Linked DNA regions of Sus scrofa: region 2 is linked to region 1. The links are chromatin contacts, called in public HiChIP or PLAC-seq maps. All regions are on one chromosome and are shown on one strand. Each heading gives the region's core, a stretch centred on a gene start, on an enhancer-like site or on the middle of the called end of the contact. The rest is flanking DNA. Distances are from core to core; before and after follow the strand shown. Region 1 has its middle 93 kb from the start of ZNF516. Region 2 overlaps ZNF516 (zinc finger protein 516).

Evidence for each region. HiChIP or PLAC-seq counts read pairs in DNA pulled down with a chosen protein or histone mark.
Region 2: a contact with region 1 is called in an H3K27ac HiChIP or PLAC-seq map of skeletal muscle. The contact joins two enhancer-like sites. A contact is called at or near these places in 7 of 47 Hi-C or Micro-C datasets (heart right ventricle, liver, retroperitoneal adipose tissue and 2 more) and 2 of 2 datasets of contacts at active chromatin or transcription factors (alveolar macrophages and skeletal muscle).

The regions. Positions count from the first base shown.
Region 1 is chr1:147,891,891-147,897,558 of Sscrofa11.1, reverse strand. No RefSeq gene overlaps it. Among named protein-coding and RNA genes, the nearest start is that of ZNF516, 93 kb to the left of the region's middle. Within about 2 kb of position 1,693, at least 56 of the 83 cell types and tissues checked have an H3K27ac peak or open chromatin away from gene starts, as enhancers often do. A contact at or near this core is called in skeletal muscle, where this site is marked.
Region 2 is chr1:148,035,187-148,041,588 of Sscrofa11.1, reverse strand. All of the region lies in intron 2 of ZNF516 (zinc finger protein 516), which reads right to left. Among named protein-coding and RNA genes, the nearest start is that of ZNF516, 51 kb to the right of the region's middle. Within about 2 kb of position 1,913, at least 3 of the 83 cell types and tissues checked have an H3K27ac peak or open chromatin away from gene starts, as enhancers often do. A contact at or near this core is called in skeletal muscle, where this site is marked.

The DNA.
Region 1 (5,668 bases), core at 444-2,943:
GGCGTTGCTGTGGCTCTGGTGTAGGCCAGTGGCTATAGCTCCGATTAGACCCCTAGCCTGGGAACCTCCCTATGCCGCAGGAACGGCCCTAGAAAAGATAAAAAGACAAAAACAAAACAAAACAAAACAACCAAAAAAACCCTGTTCCCTTTAAGATTTAGATGGTAAAGAAAAGGGAAGGTCCTTCAGGGTTTGCTTAGGGCTTGGAGACGATGCTCACTTTTCACTTTGTAAGAAGAAGAGGAAGGAGGGATGAAGTTAAAAATGCCATCTATGGGGGATAATGGATAGAGAGAGGGGTAAAAAAGAGAAGTCAAGTTAAGGGTGAACTAGGGGAAGGGTAGGTTTTACGCCCCAAGACAGGGCAGTGAATTGTGCTCTGGACTGCACTTGGTGCTCAATCCATACACATGGAGCCATCGGATGTTTGAGTGGAGTAGGTCCAAGGGGGCCAAAGTAAGCATGGAGGAAGGTCAAGGCTGGGGCTCTACAGGGTGCCAGTGAGAACCCCCTGGGAATCCAGGAGGTAAACCCAGTCCTATCTGCTGAGGGGTTTCGGGGGAGTAAGGGGTCTGAGAGGTAAGGAGCAGAACTGTCCCTGAGGAGAGAGCTCAGAGTCCTGTGCAGTGAGCACCCAGGGAAGGGACAGAGAGGCCCCAGGGGCTGGGCCACCACTGACTTTTCTTAATCAAGAGCCAATGCCTTTTGTTTCCCTCTGGAAGGTCCTTGAGTCCCTGCGAGGCCTGGCTTATCCACGACAGTGGAGGCTTTGTGCTTCTCTCTGAAATAAAACTTTTATCTTAAAAAAGAAAGTGTATCCAATGCAGTCTGTCCTAATCACCATATTCAGCGCTTCCTCAACTCTGGAGGGGAGGGCGCATGGGCTCTGGTTCCCTGGGGCACAGGGGAAAGTACCAGTACTGCAGAAGCTGGCTCCTAATTCTTTCTTCCCTATCTCTCTTATAATGTGTCAAAGATACACAGGAAGTTTAATTCCAAAACTTGGCTTTGATTTTTTTTTTCCAGCTAAACATTGGGAAAGACCAGGCCATGTGGCCAGGGAAAGTGAAACGTGGATTAAATTCCCAAACATGTGGGGCAGCGTGACAAAAGGGCCCAGGAATGCCGAGCAGGGCCGGGAGCATCCGCAGCTGGCACAGGTGTGGCCTGCTTGGGAGGAGATGCTTCCCTGTGTCTAGGGCTTGAGGGAGAGAAGCTGGCTGGCCATGACTCACAGGCCTCTTTTTGTTCTCCGAAGGCCGGAGTGAACTGAGGACTCATTAGAGGCCCTGCGCTCCCCCAGCAGGTCCAGTCAAGCCTCTTTGACCCAACTTGCACTGGAGCCTGACAGCAGTCTCGCAGGCTCAGCGTCCGGGCCCACAGGCTAGGGATACCCTTGCAAGACGGAAGGGCGGGTTCTGAACCAGGTGAGATAGGGAGGAGGGCCCCGGCGGTCACGTGACCGGCAACATGAAAGCAATTTTGTTAACATTCTGGGCTCCAGGGTCGCGGAGCGCGGCCGGGGCCCCTTAAAAAATCCACGGATCGCCTGCGCCGCGTGTGCCTGCAGATCGTGCAAACTCCCGGGAGCGGAAGGCGGGCTGCTCTCCCGGTCGCCCAGTCGCCTGGCCTGGAATGAGGCCACCACCCGGCAGGTCACCATGCCGGAGTACGTGCCCCGGCCGGTGGCCCAGCGGGACTCGGGTTTGTCGCCGCACAGAGCAGGGGACACTCAGGCCCTGAGGACGCCGGCCCCGGGTCCCAGGATCGCGGCCCGCTTCACAGCCGCTCTGGTGATGAGGGGACAGATGCCCGCGACATCCTAGTAAAGATGTGGGCTCAGCCCACCAGGGAGGCGCTGGGCTGGGATTTAGGCGGCGGCTCGGCTGGGCCAGGGAGGGAACAGTTCTTCCTGGGCCCGCGGCTCCAGCGCGGCCTCCATTTCCCGGCTCTGCGCGGCGGCCTTTGTCTCGGCGGGGCCCGTGGCGCCCCCTGCTGGCCGGCCTGGGCCGCGCCTCCTCGGCCTCTTCCGGATCTTGCTAGTTTCTCTGGAGGCCGCGGCCACACAGACAGAGATTATGCAGTTTTGCTCGCTGCAAAGGAGATGCTTGCATGGCTGTGCCTGTAGCCCTTCAGCGCTCGCGGTTCCCCTGTCAACTCAGAGGCGGCCAGACAGGAGCGGCAGCTTTGCTGGGAGAACCCCGTTTCCCTCAGCAGCTTCAGTGGGGCCGAGAATCCTGGGCTTGTGCCACAAAGCTTTAGAAAATGGCTCCATTGAACCTTTCCAGAGATGTTCCCCAAGCCGCAGAGGTTTGGCCATTTGAAGCCCTTTTAAGTCAATATACCAAAGAGCTTTAGTCTGGATTAACTGCACAATGCCAAAATTTCACTTTTAAAAGCACAAGGACTAAGTGCAACCTAAGCGTATTTGTAAACCAGGCAAAACAGGCACTTGGGAGAGCCCTCCTCTCCCCACACCCCTCCCTCCATCCCATTTTGTGCCTTTGCCCAGAGCCTCAGGAGCCAAAAATCCTGGCAACTCTCTTCTTCCCGCTGGCAACGGCGAAGTGTGGGCGCAAAGAGGTCATCTTTTAAATCTCTGAAGGATTCAAGTCAGTGTGTGTCACAAAAAAGCACACTTCCCCTCAGCTCAAGGTGGGGGGAAGCCTAGGAGGGTCCCTGGTGCAACAGCTGGACCTAGGAGGGCCCTGGTCAGGCGACCCCACCTCTCTCCATCCCCCAGCACATCGCAGGTTCTCGATAATGAAACAAGGATTCTGCCAAAGAAATCCACTACGATGCCCCTGGCTTTCTAGGAGCAATAAATGAAAGTCTCTTATAGTAAAAAAAAAAAAAAAAAAAAAAAAAAAGATTGATGAAGTCGTCAGGGAGAGGCAGAGAAAACACAGCCTAATCCAGCAACTCAAGACAACGGTGCAGAAGCAATTTGCTTCTGAAACTCTAACAGGAGATGCTTTAGCACTTCCTGGCAGCACTGCAGGAGCCAGCAAATAAATATTTCCACATGGAAGAAAATGGTCCTTCAAAACATGGCTTCCCCCATTCAAGAAAGAGATACAGCAAGGCTCCCCTACTTTAGTGGCAAAGAGCATCCTTATTTATTTGTTCCAGTTTGGAAACTGTGTGCCTTTCCATTAGGATTCGCGGATGTAAACACTGGTTCCCCAGTGAATTGAATTAGTCCGACACCCCCTCCCCCCCTTGCCACTTGCTTCAGGGAACAATAGAGGAGCTTCTGGCTGACAAATTACGCCTTCATTTAATGCTCTGATTATCTGGCAAGTTAAAAACAGTCATATTAAAAGCCTGGACCTGCCTCATATTTAATCTGTACTTGTTACTTTCCTCCATTTATGTTTGTTCCCCAAAGATTAAAAAAAATAATAATACTAAAGATGCCTTAGTGTCACTTGTGTCCTGAGTTTGAAACCAGTGAGCAACCAGGTTGAACATGAAACTGATGGTGGCCAAAGGCTGTCACTGGATACCATCATCCGCTGTTCACACAGACGGCAGTTCCTTCTTTAATAAAAATATTCTGGCAAGCGGCTGTGAGTTAGGGCTTCCTTCTGCCGCTTGCCCAGGTTGGAGGCGTCTCCAGGGACAACAGCACGGGGAAACTTCTCTGCTCTATGGTTTCAGAGAACACTTTTCAGCCTGGCTTCAGACCGCTGAAGTGAAAGTGAATTATGCTGAGCACAGACGAATCATGTTTAATTCAAGTGAAATTCATTCACTCATTTGTTCTATAAATATTTATTGAGCTCCTCTTTTGCAGAAAAGGCGGTCCCTCCTGAAAGGCCACGGTTCCTTGGGCGGGTGGCGACCCCCACGTGGCATGGACGCCTGGGTGCCTGTGTGCTCAGCCTGGCCCCTTGGTGTCTCTACACGTTTCTACACATACTGATCCCAGAGTTGTAGGGTGGTTTGCTATGCTTTTTTAAAAAAAGAAAATCAGGCCCTTGTCTGATTGTTTAATGATGCTGCTTGTTTCATCTAAATTTTAACACTGAACCTAGATCTAGCTGAAATCGGTTAGTGGCATTTAACAGATGATAAATATAGCTTCTTGGCCGGGTCGTCAGAGTATAAAATCTGAGCCTCCTTTTTCCATTTTCAGGCCGCGTTTTCCCAGTAACCCACGGTCCCCTGCTCCTTAATGAGGAAGGACTCCCTCCCGGCTCTGTGCCCTCATTCCTATAATGTAAACAGCTACTCATGGCTCCTATTTCTCTTTGTTCAAACAAACAATAGCCTTTATAACTAAGAAGAAAATTAGTATCAGGTGAAAGCCTCATTTTAGAGCACTTAAAGCATTCTCTCTTTTCCAGAAGAACCACGTCCGTCAGCAATCTGGAGAAGAAGAATTCACATTTAAAGTTTGGAAAGTGGCAGAAAAAAAAGGTCTGTGTTTCATGATGCATAGACGCCCTTGTGGTTGAATTTTAAATATATTTTTTTTCTTTTCTTCTCTAACTTCTTAACTGAAAAGCTGGTACTCAGGGAACAAGGGTGGTCAAGGGTCTTGGGGTTCAGCAGCCCCCTCCCAGCTTTGGGGGCTTGTGGGAGACCCACTCTCTTTGTCACAGCCTGGGCAAAGCCTTGATGTGGGGGAGATTGGGTTTCTTCGCCAAATTAAGGGGTTACACTTATTAATGTCTGAGGAGTGCTTGGAAATGAAAGATGAGCTAAAATATGCCCCGAAGCCCCTGATTCCTCTCCAACATAAAAGGAATCTCTTCCTGCTTGACCTCAAGTGCTTAAAAAAAGCATCATGTGATTCGACACTTAACTCCTTGGGTCACGTAGGAGGGACTTTGTAAACTTTTTCTGTTATTTTATGAAATACATTCAGTTGGGGGCTAAATTTCAAGTCATCCAGGGTCGTGCATGTCAGTGGGTAAGCCCAAAACACTGTCTTGCTGCTCTTTTTACATCTCGCTCTTTGCACTTTTAACAATCGTTATTCTGGAAGTCTTTGGAACAAGACCAATGAGCTGATCCTTTGCTAATCATCAGTGTTTTCAGGGTCAGAAAAAGCCTTATACTTTATTTTCACAGAGTTTTACCAGTGATTTGATATGACTTTTCTTCAGGTTTGTGGTGGAATTTGATGTCTCCATTTTGTATTCTAACATCCAATAGAAAAATAGATATTAGGAAATACTGAAGCGTTTTGGGGGGGCCTCAAAATGGCATTTCAGATCTGGGATTTAGTGAAATTAAGCAGCTCAGATGGATAAACAATTATTCTTCATTTCTTTAAGGCACAGAAATTGAGACTAGGTTACAGCAACTTCATTGTTTTCATGGAAAATATTGACTACATGAGGAATGGAGTCTCATACCTTGTAAATACTTTTGTCCATTTAGAGTGATGAGAAGCTCCACATTAAAATGAGATGGGATGAAAAGAAGAAATAAGAAGCAAGTTAGTGTGCCAAGAGAGTTCATATTGCAGGAAAATCCTTTTGACTAGAACCAAGGTGGTGATTAGATGGGCTGAATTGGGTGCATCATTTTGGGGCCAGCCGCATGTGCAGGCCTCCGTGTGTAATCTTAAAACATTACACATGTGGCTCTGGCTTCCATAAGTTTTAGGCTGCCCAAGGCGGGAGCCACTGTCTTCCCAGGTAGTGCCAATTCA
Region 2 (6,402 bases), core at 664-3,163, 140 kb before region 1:
GCGGAGCACAGCAGGACGGTCTCCATCTCAGCAGCCTCTGGGTGGGCGCGACTGCATACTGGGGATCTGGAGCCCTGTACGGGGACCACAGGCTTCTGCCTCTCACATGACAAGCCAGGAAAGACACTTTCCTGGGCTGGGACATGGACCCTGTGGACCCCAGTTCTGGTGTTTACGCCAGTGTCTATAGGAGCTATGTGAACAGGATGCCCAAGCCATACCAGCCATCATACAGGGAATGCAGTGGCCATGACCCTGGTGGCTCGGAAACTGGTCCTCTATGGCAACCCCGGAAGCCGACGTGTAGGGGTTGAGGAGCCCACTGGAGGCACAGAGAGTTATTGCAAAAGGAGACCTACAACCTGGCGACCCGCCTCCTGTGCCTTTTACCAACTACACTGTCCTTGGACAATAAACACACCAGTGGCTCCAGGCAAGTGACAACGACTCCCCTGCACCCTGGCTTCCTCACTGCTACAACTCAGGCAGCCCAAACACCCCCCAGCTCCCTACCAGCTCTAAATCTATAGTTCTATTTTGTGTGAGAGACAGAGAGAAAACAAATCGAGTGTTCGCATTTTGCAAATAAACCAAAGTGTCTGAACGGTGTCTGTCTCACAACCCTGAGGATGTGGACCTTTCGTGTCTCTCTCAGCAAGAGAGAGAAAACCAAGTCTAATCTCCAGAGTCTGACCAGTTCACAGCGTAATAAATTCATTCTGGAAGGCTGGGGGTGCAACATTCTGTCCAGGCAAATATCAGCACGCCCGCCACGCACAGATGATCAATGTTGGAAGAATCAGAATACAACAAACCACACTTCGAAGGCGCTACTCTCCTCGTAATTCAATCTTCTTTCGATGATGCAGAGGCACACCAGGGGATCACAGTGCCACATGGACAATTAACGTCGTCTCCGTGCACGCGCTGACGGAGGCTGGTTCTGGTTGCTAAGATGCCGACTAAACCAGAGGGCATTCTGCAGGCGGCTGTCAAGCGCATCTGAATATTTTTTTTCTTAAAGAACTTCACTGCATATTTATACTGAATAAGAATTAATATAAAGGTTTTCAATTCTCACTTTATTCCCAGCTAAATTTGTCAGTGTTCAGTACAGTATAAAACACTAAGGATGGTGTCACCCTCACGGTCTGCTTAAAGGACCTGTCGCAATTTGTGGCCCCTCTTCTCAATCTGGAGTCGACCTGCTCTCCCTTCATCTTCATCGCCACTGTCTTGAGCCCCCTTCTCACCGGGCCCTGTCCCAGTCCTGTGCCCCAGACTCTCATGGGCACCTGGCACAGCGCATCTCACACGCAGCCTGGCACCTGTGCCAGCATCATGAGCGGCCGAGCAAGCTGCATGTGGACGTTTACCAGGCACCACTCAAGATGCACCTCTGGCCACTGGCGTGATGGGGAAGCTAGGCTAAGAGCCGGAGTGAACAGTGTCCAAGCAGAGCTGGCCTCCTGCCTTCACCTGCACCAATTCTGTAGGCTCCTTTTGAACAGGCCCTGGGTACCGTTTAGGACTGATCCCCTCAGGACAAGCCCTGCCTTAGCCCGGGCCCCTGGAGGTTCAATTCACATTCAGGCTTGTTCCCAGCTGTGCCTGCCTTGCGTCTCCATAGTCATATGTGTTCTGTTTCCCATCCGCATGCAGAACTTCCCTTGCCTCATTTACTGTGTTTCTATCTCCTTGATGCCCAACACCTTTCTTTGGGGTGCTGTTTCTAGCCTCTTGTTGGGGCCACTGATGAAGTTCTGAGTTCAGACAAAAGTCTTTGCCCATCGCGGGGCATCTGAGGCGGGACCCAGGGGGTAAGGGGGGCCCGGCAAGCAGGTCCCAGCTTCCCAGCTCAGGACACACTCACCCTGCGCAGACCTGGCCAGAAGGATGATGGGGAGAGTGTGTCCCTTTAGAGTTCCTTCTGCTCTAGCCCCATGTACATGCTAAGAATAAGTAGCAACTAAAGCTTCCCATCCTAGCAGGTCCCACCACCATTGCAAACACCCCTTCCCCAGCCCACCCTAAACTCCACCCTTTAACTTTCATTAGCTACATTCAACCAAAGCTGCTACAATGGGAGGGATCTAACAGCATTTTCTCCTTCAGTTATTCTCATGACTGTCCAGTGTTCTAGCCAGAAAAAGAAAAAGAATAAAGAAAAAAAATGGCTGATTAACCTTTTTGGGAACTGGGTGACCACAGCCTGGCCAGCCTCACCCACCACCAACATGGACAACTGGTCAGTCTCAAAGCATGTGCCCAACATTTGATACACAGAACACTGTGGCTCTTCTTTCAATTGGGACAGAAATAAAATGAGCTGTAATATCTGAGAATGTTGGCCTGCAGGGAGACAGCAACAGAGAAATGTAAGAAAATCGAAGCTTTCTAAAATAAACCCACTTCTTCCTTCTAATGATCTTTCTTTCCCTTGACTATATATATTTTTTTTAATTCTGAAAACTCTCTCCTTAATTCTTCAGACTACGAATTTGGTTTAAGAACTTTTTACTCTATTAAGTTGAACCATACTGTTTGCTATCTTTGTTAGTTAAGAACAGTCAAATATTCACAATTTTATATTTGCAATTTCAAAACCTGGGGCTCTACTACCAATTAAGTTACAGACACTATCCAGATACAGAGAGAGGGTGGGTTCAATAGACTATGAATTTGATGTGATACAGGTTGGAATTACAAAAGACAGTTAAATCCAAGGGAAATATAGCCATTATCTGTAATAACTCTTCAGAAAAATACTGAATCATTATATTGTATACCTGAAACTAATATAATATTGTAAAGCAATTACACTTCAATAAAAAATAAAAACCGAGGGTAGTCATCTAAGTTTTAGCAAAAGTGACACACAGATAAACAGGAGGAGCAGGTTTTGCATCAAGTGGGGGTCCCCCAACATGAGGTCAGGCTTCTCCCAAAGGTCCCACATAGAACAGCCCAGGGACCTTGTGAACTCAATCCCTCAAGACACACTCAGCATCTTCCATCCTTCCTAGGTCCCCCCAGCGCTTTCTGAGCAGGGTTCCTGCCACTTTGGCCTGTTCACCTATGAAGCTATATTCTCCTGCCTTTAGTGAACCTCTGAATGCCCTGACTCTGTTTGGGGTTTGAAAATGTTAATTTTTACAAATCTCGATTACATTCCCTTTTGATGCCCCTCTTCCCTAATTAGAATGATTTTTGTGAACTCCAAACGTATATTTCTTTTTTTTTTTTTTTTTTTTTTTTTTTTGCCTTTTTGTCTTTTTAGGGCCGCACCTGCGGCATATGGACGTTTCCAGGCTAGGGGTCTAATTGGAGCTGTATCCGCTGGCCTACACCAGAGCCACAGCAATGTCAGATTCGAGCTGCAACCTACACCACAGCTCATGGCCCACTGAGCAAAGCCAGGGATCAAACCCGAAACCTCATGGTTCCTAATCAGATTCATTTCCGATGCATCACGATGCAAACTCCCAAACACATACTTTCTATAGGTGCCAGTTTCTCAATGAAGACTTAAACCTAGCTCAGTAACACATTTTAGGTATTGAATTTTATTCACAACTTTTCTCTTAGACTATTTTAAGTCAGTAATGAGGGCAGCTGGAACCTGGTCTTACGTGGAAATAAAGGTAGTGTTATAATCAGTGCTTTCCCAAGGAGTAGAAGGCAACACTCAACAAAGAATGTTCCACAAAAAAAATTAAAAATGGAGTTTCTTTCCATTAATCTGATAATGCAAATCATCTCTAGATCCAGGAGCAGCATTCAAATCCACTCCTGGACATGAAAAAATCTTTAAGGAAAATTATGGCACAATGAGGACTTAACTGGTCACAAAGATCTAAATTCTAACGTCAACTTCGCTACCACAAGTAGCCAAATGCATCCTTCTGAGAACTGGTATGAACTTTTGTCTCTCAACTTCTACCTGTTTCCTCTCATAATTTTAACCAGTCATCCCATCCAGTTTCTATGAGAGTTTAGCATCATTTAAATGGTTTAAAGATCTAAGTAATCATTCAGTGACATGAAAGGCAAGTTATTTTCCAAAGCTGAATGTGTTTTTTAACAAAAGAAAGGCTCACTGTAGATCAAAATAGAGGATTCAAAATATCCATTTGCTTTTCCAAAGTAGCCATTCCCAAGGTCTTGCCAATCCCAAAATACTCAATTTCGTGAGTATTAAATCCACAGAATGCATCTCTCTCCTTAAGGGGCATCCACAGGGCAGCAATTCAATGCCGGCTAGAGCATTAAAACCCTATTATGATATAAAACTTGTGTTTTTAAGAAGAAAGACACTGTCCTTTGGGTTTACAAAAAGTGACTCACGGCAGACCTACAATGTTCTTCAACATTTTATGCCACTGTCATGCCATAAATCCCTTCTGCTACAGTTTCTCCATAAGCTACAATATTCTGCTGTCAACTTGTTAAAACTCACTACCACATAGAATCTTGTTATGGAATCATCTCAGGTACCAAAATTTCTCAAAAAGTAGATTACATATACAGAAAATACATATAATCTCATTAAGAAGTAAATGATAATCTCTAAAATTTAATGAACCTGAGAAAGAAAAAAAAGTAAATTCCAGTTGAGAGTGACTGAAATTTGATCTTTCCAACATCTTGACTTTGAAAGCACCACTGGATTAGCTTATTATTCATCATTTCACTGCCATCCTAATAGACGGAAAGAAAGCTCAAGAGCTTTCCCCAAAATTAAAAATATTAGTCTTCAACGTAAAAAAAAAAAAAATGATGGCCAGTGTAATATTTCATGTAATGTACTCCAAAATGCAACCATTGTATTACTGAAATCTGACCAGTAAAATCTATTGTTGTCAGTATTTTTCAAAAGGGAAACCAAGAACTCATCTTAAAAATGCCACCCAGGGGACACAATTGGGTTCCCCAGGTTTTATATGACCAGCTGTTAGAAGAATCCAAAAAAGCTCACAAATGGGGCATTTTCAGATAACAGTATATTGTCCTGCTCCTTCCCACTTAAATGATTAAGGAATGAAATACAAAATACAAGCTGATGCATACATGATGTGTTATTTTTCATTTTCCCACATATATGTTTGTGCAAATTCAGCACAGAATGCCCTCCAGGATCAGAGAAACAAATTCTTTCTACACTTTTACTGACTCCATACATATTCGTGATATCAGATGCTCACATTATACATACCATATAAACCTATAATCAAACTGCTCAGGAGAACTGGATAAATGTTTAATAAGGGAAATATAACACACACTTATTGGCTTTTTTTTTTAATAAGACATGCACAGGGGTGGTTTTCCTCACTACAGAAAATAAAAGCCCGGCTGAAGCACCTGGGTTTCTATCATCTATGACTCTTCAGTAAAAGCAACATCCATTAACCAATTTTCAGGAAGAAGAGAAAAACATTCCTGGCTATGTGAAGAAAGTCACAAGTATGAAACCGAAACATCACCCTCCACTTAAAAGAATTACCCAAAACAAAAAATAATGAAGAAAATATCAAAATGTTTAAAATTTATTTTAAAAAATAGGAAAATGATGAAAACAAAGTTGGCCAAGCATATTTAAATATTTACATAGCTGCAATTTGGAAAGTAATCTGGTTCCAATTAGCCGTCTCTAAATCCACAGGGTTACTTGAATCCAAGGAGATTAATTATAACTGCACACAAGTTGAAGTTTGTCTTTTACCCAGCTGTCTGCTGCAAGGAGGGAGCAGAGGAAAGGGAGTGTGTGCCAGCTGAGGGTGAGGGAGCTGGGTGGGAACTGCAGAGAAGGAGGGGATCCATCTCCCATTATTGGCTCAGAAATGACTGGTGCACCAGGGAGACCATCACCTCAAGAGCGTTAATTTATGCAAATGCTACTGGCAATCAGCAAACAGGAGACTGAAGTGGAGCTGACAGGGGCGGGGTCTGCACCCACCAGCGGGAGCTCCAGATACACAGTGGGTATAGAATACCTGAGAGCCAGGCTACCTAAGCCACAATTACGTGAGCCTCGGACACCTGGGAAAGGGTACCCAAGCACAGGGCCACCTTAGCACCAGGACTATGTGGTCCTGGCCAACCAGGGTGTCAGACCACCTAGGGACAGGGCTGACTGAGCCTCAGCTACCTGAGCACGGGTGACCTGGGCTCCAGGACTCCCTGGCCTGGGCCACCTGGCCGTGCTCTATGGGTCCTGGACTTCCTGGGTTTAGGGCAACCCAGGCACAGGGCCATCTGGCTACAGGGCTAACTGAGCCTGGGCTACCTGAGTGTGACATACCTGGGCAAGGGCTTCCTGAGCCTGAACCACTTGGGTGTGGGACTGCCCCGGCATAGGACTACCTGAGCCCAAGCCACCTGGACACGGGCTACCTAGGC